2 separate regions of the Zea mays genome follow, and region 2 is linked to region 1. The links are chromatin contacts, called in public Hi-C maps. All regions are on one chromosome and are shown on one strand. The core of a region is the stretch at or near the end of the contact, and the rest is flanking DNA. Distances in the headings are between cores, read along the strand shown.

Region 1 (5,721 bases), core at 940-3,439:
CACTTGCATTCCAGGTGGCGGCACGATTTTAGAGCTAAACTTGGCTGCGACTGCGACTGTGCGCCAGCTCAGCTGGAGTCCGGTCGGCGGAGCTGTTGTGCGCTTTTTTTTACTCGACGGCTCTACGTATCGGTGCTGTGGCGCTGTAACTTTTCTGCGATCTTCGTTTTCCCTTTCTGAACCTGTCCAAGCTTTGACCCGCGGCGGCACAGTTGGCTGGCTCGCCGCAAGCTTTGGGCCTCTGTCCAGCCAGCCAGCACCCAGCACCCAGCAGAGAGTATCACGAGGCAGAGAGCAGGAGGTTGGCTCCGCTCCGCTTGCGCGTGTCTTCTCTTGCTGCACGAGCAGGGGATTGATGGACGCTTTTGGGGCCTGACGCGGCAAAAAGGTTTCTGGAATCTGGCCAAGTCAAATCACTGAGCAGTACAGTGGTAGCAGTAAAATCCTGAGCAAATCACCGTCGCCCGTCAGCCGGTGGTCAAGTCCACCCACCGGTGCAAAAAAGAAGCATGCGGATCTGAAAGCCGCGCCTAGGGATTGGGGACCATCGGCTCCCTCCTCCGCTCCCTTTGTAAACCGTGCTCTACGGGAGGTCGGACGGGAAGATGACAAGCGAAGAGGGCGGACGATCGACGACGATATGCGCCCCAGCAGCTCCGGCGGACGATCCGGTCCGTGAAACGCCCTCCGCTCCATCGAGACTCACGGACGGCAGAGCAGGTCCGTCAGATCGATCCACTAGCCTCCTTGGCGCTAGCCGCAGACGACGTTAACTACTGCTGTTCTCTAACGGGTGACGGATCGGATATGGACAGAGATGATGATTGACGAGAGACACTGCAGCTGCGACGACGATGATGAATAGTGAGCGAGCTAGAGTGGCTAGGGCTTGCACAGAGGATCCAGAGACGGGAGAGAAGCGCACTATTGCGAATAAATTTGCCTCGTGTTTTATTATTATCTGAACAACAGGTACGAAAAAGTTGCATTGTGATGAATAATGGTTTCTCGTTCACAATGTCTAAACTTATGATGATTTCTGCCCTCGGTGTGCTACCGCTGTGTTAAATGAGCTCGAGTTGGCAACAACTGCTGGGCCACTGTTGAGCTTTAGAACTCGGTTATAAAAAGAAAAGAAGAATTCCAGTAACTTTTGGGGGCATCTTTGTTTTATATGGCCCCTGGTGGTTAACTATGCCCACCCCTATCTCTATCTTCGATCCCTGCTCGCCTAGGGGACCCCTCCCTGATCTCATTCCCAGAGCGAGGACATCACAGAAGCTGCCATGGAAATTTCACAGGCGTGCTGCTCTCCGTGCCAACCAGACCGGCCCTGGCCCACGTGTCCGCCTGCATTTCTTGCAGATCCGGCAGCTTGCGTGCCGTTCGAAACGGTCGATGGATAGATAGGTGGTGGATCGTCACGACGGCAGGAACGGATCGCCGCTCTGTGCCCCCCGGCCTCGTGACTCCATGCCGTCCCAACCCAACGCTGCACAGCACCGGTAGCGGTTGCCGGTCAATGCGACGCGACCCAAACAGGTGCAGTGCAGGAGAGGTGCTACGCACGAACACGGCTACGCTACGCTAGCAGCGAGAGGGAGGGAGGCCGCCGTATCTAGCGCACGGTGCACGTACACTGCGCTCAGCGAGAATCGACCACGTCATCTCTTTTTTTCTTCTAACTCTGCAAAGTCAACGCGGTTATATGATAACAAGCCTCTTAAACTATCTACTATACTAGGGTCCGGATCCATCAACACCAAGGAAAGAGGAGAACCAGCAGAAAACAAGAAGGTAAAAACACCGACAAAACCAAACCAGGCCCCCTTCCCAACCCTAATTAAAAAAAAAGGTAGGAGGGGGAGTCGATCTCAATTCTCAACACATCAACGAACATCAGCACGAATTGTTTGTTTCGTCTGACCTCAGCAGAGTGGCCCACACTCGCGCAGGTCACAGGTCAGGGCGGCGCTCCGCTGCTAACCCACACCACACCTAAACGCTGCCAATCTCTAGTCCTAATTGTATCCCCCGCTGTGGCTTCTCACACAAAGCTTCCCTTCCCTCTCCCCTTCCAACCTGCACAGCAACTGCAAGTACTTGGAGAGCCAGGACTAGTCCACTAGTGCTCTTTCTTTTGTTGCGTCGCCATCCACTCCACCACACCACCACCTGCCCCCGACCACCGAAAAAAGGTCCAAGAATTCGAGGACACCTCCTCCTCTTCCTCCTCCACGATGGCCATGCCAAGATCCTTCCCCAAATCGTAGCCTTTGTTTGTTCCCCCAAAAGGAAGGATTTCATTCCTTCCCGTTCCATCGTTCCGATTTGCCGTCAAGCAAATGCGAAGCGTCTCCCCTGTGATCTTCTTTCACCTTGGCGAGCTGTGCGACTGACTGGTTGATCCAGGCTGTATATACATAGGGTTAATTAATGAGCGGCGCCAATTCTTCGTTGCCGATGCCTCCGCCGCCGCCGCCACCGGCGCCCGCTGCGTCGGCGCTCGACAACGTGGAGGCCAAGATAAGCCCCAGCATCGTCTTCGTCGTGGCCATCCTGGCGATCGTCTTCTTCGTCTGCGGCCTGCTGCACCTGCTGGTGCGCCACCTGCTGCGGCTGCGGCGCCGGCGCCGCCGCGCGCGGGAGGACGCGGACAGCGTCACGGCGTTCCAGGGCCAGCTGCAGCAGCTCTTCCACCTGCACGACGCCGGCGTGGACCAGGCCTTCATCGACGCGCTCCCGGTCTTCCTCTACCGCAACGTCGTCGGGGCCGCGCCGGGCGGCAAGGACCCGTTCGACTGCGCCGTGTGCCTGTGCGAGTTCGCGCCCGACGACCAGCTCCGCCTGCTGCCCAAGTGCAGCCACGCGTTCCACCTCGAGTGCATCGACACGTGGCTGCTGTCCCACTCCACCTGCCCGCTCTGCCGCCGGAGCCTCCTCGCCGACCTCTCGCCCACGTGCAGCCCCGTCGTGATGGTGCTCGAGTCCGAGAGCGCCCGCGACATGGCCGCGTCCGCTGCTCGGGCCACCGACGCCGAGCCCAGCGCCGGGCCCGGGGCCACGCTGCCGCGGGACCAAGGAGCGGACGAGGTGGTCGAGGTGAAGCTGGGGAAGTTCATGTGCGTCGAAGGCAGCACCGCCAACGCCAACGCCAAGGCGGCGGACGGAGCAGGCACCAGCGGCGACGGCGACGTCGACGTCGACGCCAGTGCCAAGGAAGGTCTCGGTCTCGGGCAGAGACGGTGCCACTCCATGGGGTCCTACGAGTACGTCATGGACGACCACGCCTCGCTCCGCGTGGCGATCAAGCCGCCCAAGAAGAAGCCCGCGGCCTCCAAGTCGCGCCGCCGCGGCGCCATGTCGGAGTGCGAGTTCGGCGCGTCCAAGCGCGGGGAGACCTCGCTCCGCCTGCCATTCCCAGCAACGGCGCACAAGCAGCAGCAGCAGGCCGACGCGACCATGGCGAAGCTCGCCAAGGACAGCTTCTCCGTGTCGAAGACCTGGATGGTGCCGCCGACCAAGAAGGATCCCGCCGGCGAGAGGCGCGCCGTGTCGTTCCGGTGGCCGGTGAGCGGCAGGGACGAGGGAGAAGGCAAGGACAGGAGGAGCGGGAGCGAGGCTGAGTGGGACGTGGAGGCCGGGAGCTGCGGCAGCGTGTCGTCGCTGGCGGAGGAGAGGCCGTCCTTCGCGCGGAGGACCCTGCTCTGGGTCGTCGGAGGCCGGCAGCAGAGCCGAGTCGGGAGCTGTTCGTGATCAGCAGCGCACGGTTGCTCGAAGATTAAAAAAAAGAAAGCAGAGAAATTCTTTTGTGCTCTTTCGGCAGATTGGTAGTAGCGAGTAGCGGTTGCAATAGCTAGAGATTTGCAGAACCCGAAAGCTCTGAAAAATTCTTTCTTTCTTCCTGCTTCGTTTGAAAACAAGTGGCAATGGCGAGCAGCGGTGAACTGGACAAATGACGAACATCTGCAGGTCCTAAACCGCAACTAACAACAGCTTCTGAAACAGCTAGTGGGCGTTGCTGCTCAGAGATTCAGAAACCAACAGTCTGAAACAGCTTCTGAAAGAGGATCGCGATGGGAGTCCGTGTTGCCTGCTCTGCGCGCATGGAGAAAGGCGGTTTGGTTGGATCGCCGCCTGCCCTGCTGGTTCGCTGGCTCGCGCCTCGCGGTGACGGGCATGTGAGCGCTGCGTGCTGCGCGCACCGGCCACCAGTGCGCCATGGCGTGCTCCTTTGTTTGCTCCTGCTTGTAATTGGAATTCTGGCAGGGTGGCTTTCTCCTTTTCAGAAGCGGCAACGCGGGCGTGGAGTCGAGTTTAGGAAGGTGGCATGCATCTTAACCTGACCTGTAAAGGAGGGTTCGGCTATCAACAAAAGATTCTCTCCTCTGCTCCTCTGACTGCTCTAGTCGAGTATATACATTTTGATACGCAGGGTCCTGGATTTCTTCTCTTTTTTTTCCTGGATCAAATAATTCAAATGTAGTGCAAGTAGAACACACTGGTGATTCAAATGCGTGCGATGGGAATGGGGTCGTTCAGTAGGAGAACTGGTCCAATCGCTCAACCAGTGACAATCACCTCAAGCGAAGGATTTGAACGCCGGTGAGCTGTTCTTCCATTAGAGCACTAATACCAACGGAAACGGTGGAGTCCTTCAGGTCACAGGCTGTTCCAAACAGGCAGTTAATGCGCTTCGTACTACTCCAGTGCGCAGATATGGATCTCGGCATCTCGCTTTCTTAATTATTCCCGCTTTTGAACCAAACGGTGGTTAATGTGCGAGCTCGCCACGCGCTCCAAATCAAGTCAAACGCATCTAACCACGTTTACCTCTGATTAAAGTTTTTTTAACAGCTCCATGCTTTAATAAGCGATCGAAATCTGGATTTAGAGGTCACATCCATATTCATTAGAGTACTCTGTAAAATGTTGGATTTATATGTCCCCACATAATTGAGCGGTAATCACCCACGATCCACGAATACCAATACAAGTCAGTACAAAGAAAAGGCATTTATACTTTTTCTCGAGTGTATTTCTTCCTCGTTCGATTGCGGTTTGCCATCCCCATCCATGCCGCCATCTCCAGCGGAACATGAATATAACACACGCAAAACACGGTTTTAAACCATAAACTGCACTATTTGCATAGTAAATTTTAAAATACGGGTAGAACATGGAGGCTGCGGGAGATAACTGCGGTACCCTCATCTTCGGAGGTGGGATTCTTGGGCACGTTTTGGCGTCAGTCGGAGGTATGATGCTCTGATCGATGGGCCTAATTTGATTGTTGGCGGAGCGCAATTAACAATTTTTTGTGCTAGTCTAAGGCTATCTTCGTCACCATACTCATACTCATACATATATTCAAACTTCACACTACAAACAGTGTAGTCTACAGTGCAAAAGACCATATGAATGAACTGATGGACACGGTCTAACAGATCCATCGTAGAGCTCTTCTAAAAAGTTTTCTTACCATCGAAAAGATCTCGTATCTAAACTAGAGTTGTTTCGAGATTTGATTTTCTAGAGTTGGAGTTATTCCAAACCAGTCATAATCACTTTTTACTTTTGTAGTTTTTCAAAAAAAAATACTTAGGGGGTGTTTGGGACCGGTCAACTCTTCATTTTATAACTCCGCTCCACAAATAAGTTGTCAAACACATTGAACTCCACCAAATGTACTCCTAAAAACCAGAGAGCCGAGGCCAACTG
Region 2 (5,721 bases), core at 2,111-4,610, 230 kb before region 1:
GTACATGGCCACGGCTCCTGATGTTCACTTGCATTGTGCCTTGCCTGACATCCACCCACCAACCTGGACCTCTGCAGTAGTGACTCACTCCCTTGACGGGTCTCTCTCTCGTGGTCCGCGTTTCCTTCCGGTTGAGGCACCCCGGGCCGTTCTTCTCTCTACCCCTTTTCTGCACCCTGCAAGAGCTATGGTATGATTTCCTCTCTCAGTTGTAGCTGCTGCAGCAGCAGTAGCACAGGAGCAATGCTACAGCAAACACGCCACCGCTATATATGTTTTCAGAAAATAAAATAAACCTGCCCGTATTATTGTAGATCGAAACCTCTGCGGTACGTGTGCATGTAACTGTAGCCAGGCTTAGACGTTGGGAGCCCGAAACATGCAGCGAGGCAGCGAGCTCAGCTCTCACGTGGCACACCGAAGCAAAGCGTACGTCGGGGGGCCTGGCCGGCTGGCCTGGCTGGTTGGTTCATGACCCGGGCCGGGCAGCAGAACTAGGCGCGGCGCCCTGCGACTGCGAGCGTACCCGCCGCGGCTACTGGAGCCCTGCACCTGCTGCAACTGTGCGTGCCCTTAATTGGACCGCTCTCGCTCTACTACTACGTAAGATAAAACTTGGGAAGATTAAACTTGACAACTATGCCCCTTTTTTTTTTGTCCTCGGGAGCATCTACCTGACTAGCTTCGTTTTCCTTTACGTTCCGTTTGTTCCTCTACTTTATGTTCTATCACTTATATATATTGTCAGATTGTAATAACTTATTATATGTACATAAAAAATAAATACATTTATATAATAAATGATCGTTTAATAAGGTAATTATTTATTTTTATTATTAACTACTAGATGTATGTCCGTGCTTTGTCACTGAGTCAATAAGTATTGATAACATACATTAATGTAGAAGCACTATTTATCGTTATATGCTCTCGTTATTAAAATGTTCGTATGTTTAGAGTTGTACTCGGATGCTTCGTCTAGCTGACGAAGATGACAGACGGGTCGCAGCAGCACTCGTCGATCAAGCAGTAGCAGCACAGCGCGACCAGGCTATAGATTAATCAATTAGATGACGCATGTATGTGGATGTGAGGCCTTGGACTGTAGGTCACGCCGCCTCCTTCGCCCACGCCGCAGCCTCGTCGTGCGGGGGCAACCATTGTCGTGGCCTCGTCGTGCAGGGGAAGCCTAGTCCACGAGGGGTTAGGGAAGCGTGCGGGCAGGACGGGGGGGGGGGGGGCACAGTATCGGCTCCTATATGGGGCGGAAGGGTGGTTTGTGCGTGCGCAGAGAGCGAGACAAGGGAGGGTGAAGTTATGGTAGTGTCACAGTCTACACTATTGACTTAATATGTAGTAGAGAACTAGAGATAGAGATTACAGGTACGGTGCGGTCAGCGCCGGCCCTGGCGGGGGTCGAGCAGTGCCCCCGACCAGGGCCCCCAGATCAGTGGGGCCTCACCTATGTAATAGATATCGGTATATATTATATATTAATATATAGCATACATTATATAGGTATACATGCTACTTCTATAAAAATTTTAAAGGTCTAATTATAAGTCAAGAACACGACAACAACAAGCAAGTAAAGTTATGCATAACCTATCAATCTTGATTTCGAGACAACTATGTTTGACGTTTCATCTCTATCTCTCGCACAGTTGTAGATAGACAAGCGATCGGTTGATCTGACAATACATTGCATCCATTTAATTGTTGTTCGAAGTAACCTTCTTTTGAGTCATCAGAAAACATATATGTCACATTTTTCTGTGAGATATTAGGCTATATTTTAATACTTTTATTTAATATAAATAACTTTTTCAGATATATATATATAAATATTTTATCGACAATATATATATGTGTATATATACATATTATATTTATGTGTAATAATAATTATTATAAAAGGCCTCTTTTATAAATCTTGTCCTGGGCCTCTAAAATGTCAGGACCGGCACTGGGTGCGGTACCAAGGTACTGGGCCGGATTACCGGGAACAGGAGCGAGCATGCGCGCGGCCTCTTGCCCGTGGCTGGAGGAGGAGGAGGAGCCTGGTCGCGGTCGCTGCTGGTGTTGGGCCGGCCTGGAGTCATCAGATGCAGGTTGCAGGGACAGTAAGTAGCAGTAGACCGAGCGATTAGAGAAAGTCGTACCGTCGGGACGGGGTAATCGGCAAACTACGCTTGGTTCATGGCCATTAGTGGCCAGGCCAAATTTCGGCCACGGTTTGACCAAGCTTGATTTCAAATTAAAATCACAATATACAACAAAAAACTTTATCTTCAACGTGAGAGAATACCAAATTTCCAGCAAAGACAGCCGTCTAACGCTTTGAAAATTTATCTACATACTCCCTCCAATCCATTTTCCTTCAACGTGAGAGAATACCAAATTTCCAGCGATGATCGTCGTCTAACGCAAACGAAAACGCAGTCACGCTCGCGCTGACCGCCAGGCGCACAGCAAAAGCGTGCGTCGTTTCGCACCGTTCCGCCTGCGGCGTGACAGGTGGGAGGCCCGCCCGTCCAGCACACATCTCCACGTAGGTCCCTGTTTCCTAAACCCAATAACTTGAGCTGACAGGTGGATGGTAGATCATCTTTTTTAGGCCCACCTTCCAGGTTGAGAGAGGATGCATGGATTTTAGTTTGCATCTGGGCAGCACAAAAAAAACTTTCCAACTACTGTTGCGCCTAAGAGGAAGTTTAATAATAGAGTCAACTGCTAGTTGTAATCACCTTTGCAGCCTACCATTTAGCTTATTCATGTAGTAGTTAGCTCTTCGATATTAATGCAGAACTTCACTTGTCTCTTCACAAATCTTCTTTGTTCTTGTGTCAAAGATGACTAAAAGTTTACGACCAACATCTCCTCTCTCTCTCCTCTGCCTCAGCATTTAGTCTTATTATACTTTCTCCAAGGAAATGCATGTAACCTTTTAGCTGCATGGAAATGCATGTAAACATTTTTTTTCTTGTTCTTATCCGATCACATGCATGGAAATGCATGTAACCTTTTATCTGCGATACGATACACGAGGGAGAGGAACAGAGCGCATGACAGACGATAGATGAAAAGAGCATAAATTGGTGCTTTATAGGAATAGAGTACCTGAATTTGGATATTGGATACGGTGACAATTTAAGGAGGTAAAATTTACTATCTTTGTTTCCTTATTCATAACCACTGGTTCCGTGGGCCTGCAACTGTGCTTTTTAAAATTTTGGGCCTCACTATGTCGGGCCGCGCTGGCCCAAAAGCCAGGCCGGGTTGGACCCACGCACATGTCATGTCAAGTCCAACAATCCATTGCCGTCTTTTTTGCCCCGGCCCCCGGGAAATAAACGAACACGATTCCATACAGGACCTCACCTCCCTACTCGCGTAGTCATCGTCGTCGTCGTCCTCGTCCTCCCGACGTCTGGTGGTATCGGACTTGCGTGGCGTGGAGGTCCTTCCGAACTTGGGATCGATTTGCTTGTCAGCGCCGAACCCTAGCTTTGCTTCGACGGCACCCACCTACGGTACGCCCGCGGCCCCAAGCAGTCAGGCGACACCGAATAATTTGGTTACAGAGACGAGCGGGTGCGCCGGCGAGAGGGCCCGATTCTCACCGCGCCGGCGATGGCGAGCAGCTCGTCTCCGTCACAGGTCATCTGCGCCTCCTTCAATCAGGACAACAGGTGCGTGCGCTGAGAGTATCTGTCCCGTGGTGACTGGTTGTTACGGTGGCGGGGATGGTGAATTAGGAGCGGGAGGAGCGTTGATTCTAGTTTCTCGGTGTTTGATTATTGCAGCATGTTTTCTGTCGGGACCAAGGATGGGTTCAAGATCTTTGACGCTCGTAATGGGAGGCTCTGCTACGAAAAGAGTGAGATTTTTCTTCAGAGGTTCTTTTTAGATCTTGTGGAAATATCCAATTAGGGTGTATGCAACAATAAAATCAGCACTACGTTGTTACGAGAGTATATGGGATATAAATAGCGTTTTGGAATTCTGAAACGATAATACATTAGGGTCTAGCAGGATCAAGTGAAACAACGCTTACAATTTGTTTCTGAAAGGGCGACAATTGTCATTCTACTGTTCTCGAAAACAAAGAAAGTGGTCATCCTACTGTGGAGAAAGCTATTCTGTAATAGTACTTCTACTATAAGATGCATAGGCTTTATGAACCTCTGCATGTTTGCAGGTCTTGGGGGATTCAACATTGTGGAAATGCTATTTGGCACAAACCTACTTGCCATTGTCGGAACCGGTGAACAGGTACCTCATTATGTAGATTGATTGCCCCTGACTTGTTGAACTTGCATAGGTTAGTCGAGTTAATTTGTTGATTGTCGTGAGCTCAAATTCTTCCCTTTGTTGCAGCCTGCAATGTCTCCTCGTCGTTTGTGCCTGTTCAATACCAAAACAGGAGCATCAAAGAGAGATCTGAACTTTAAGACTTCAATTTTGGCTGTTCGGTTAAGTAGGAAGAGGTTAGCTACTACTTCAATATATTTAGGGAACATATCAGGTGCATATGAGCCTTTGGTGCACATATTATCCACGACTATCAATCTTAGATCTAACGTTTTTCCACACCTCCTTTGTTGTCCTATATATTTTGCAAAGAACATCCTCCATCACTTCCCCTCTACTCCGTGCACGAAGGGGTATGTGTGGGAGGACGTTGGATCTAAAATGGATGGTCACGATTTAATATGTGCATCAGGTGCATCAAAATCACATGTGCACTTGATATGTCAGTTTCTGTTGTGGCTTATACTTATGTTTTGTTAATTGATGCATGCAATCTAGTCCCAGTCAGGATCCACAAATATTGTGCTGTAGTGCTCACTTTAGTTGATGTGTTGATGTGTTCTTTTGAATAGAGTAGTAACCACATTATGTGCAGGCTTGTTGTTGTATTGCAGGATAGGACTTTTGTTTATGATCTAAATAGCACTACTATATTGGACGAAATTGAAACGGTACCCAATACAAAAGGTAAGGATCCTCCTGCTAATATCAAAAGCACTATTGTGTTGTTTTTGCTTGCCATACTTGCTGATAATATTGTAACAATTTAAATTAGGTCTATGCGCATTTGCTCCTAATTCTGAAGAGTGTTATTTGGCTCTCCCAGCAAGCACATCCAAAGGATCTGCTTTAGTATACAAAGCATCAAAACCGGAATTAATATGCCAGGTAATTTGTTGTTCCCTGTGTAATACTTGTATTGACTCCAACAGGTTTAGATCCTTCCCTATTGGCCTATTGTGATTTTCCCACATGCAGCTTGGTAAAGACAACTACTTTATTCTCTAGACTTGTATCTTGGTTGACATGGCTTTGGAAAGCTATTAGAGAGTTCAATGATTATTTAAGATTCCTTGCTCTACTTTCAAACAATAGAAAAAAGCCAATGACTGTGCAAATGATGTCGAGCAATGAGCTTATCTATTTGTGAAGCTAGTAAAATGGTCTGAAGCTTTATTTGACTCTTTTTCATGGTTATTATGGTATGCAATACTTGCAATACACATCTCAGTCACCTTTCAATGTTTAATCTTGCCAATAGTTGGTCATTTTCTTTTTCCTTTTGTCCTCAAAGTAGCAGGAGAGGTGCATACTTTCTTCTAAACAAAAACTCTTTGATTTGGATGGTTGAGAGTTGAGACATCCAGATATAAGCTTACATTCTCAGCATCCCAATTATATGCTCAT

The links. Hi-C and Micro-C count contacts between places; a contact is called where the count stands out from the background.
Region 2: a Hi-C map of leaf shows a contact between it and region 1, with 7 times the contacts expected there. The contact joins the promoter of LOC100279118 here to the promoter of LOC100282936 in region 1. A contact is called at or near these places in 2 of 25 Hi-C or Micro-C datasets (leaf and tassel).

Annotation. Positions count from the first base shown.
Region 1 is chr5:221,444,619-221,450,339 of Zm-B73-REFERENCE-NAM-5.0, reverse strand. It overlaps LOC100282936 (RING-H2 finger protein ATL2C), which reads left to right and starts at 2,189. Exons shown (of 1, transcript NM_001155841.2): 1 at 2,189-3,898. The coding sequence starts at 2,437. The coding sequence ends at 3,756.
Region 2 is chr5:221,671,024-221,676,744 of Zm-B73-REFERENCE-NAM-5.0, reverse strand. LOC100279118 reads left to right here and starts at 3,360. Exons shown (of 11, transcript NM_001152159.1): 1 at 3,360-3,692; 2 at 3,807-3,880; 3 at 4,202-4,275; 4 at 4,381-4,490; 5 at 4,910-5,001; 6 at 5,090-5,202. The coding sequence starts at 3,634.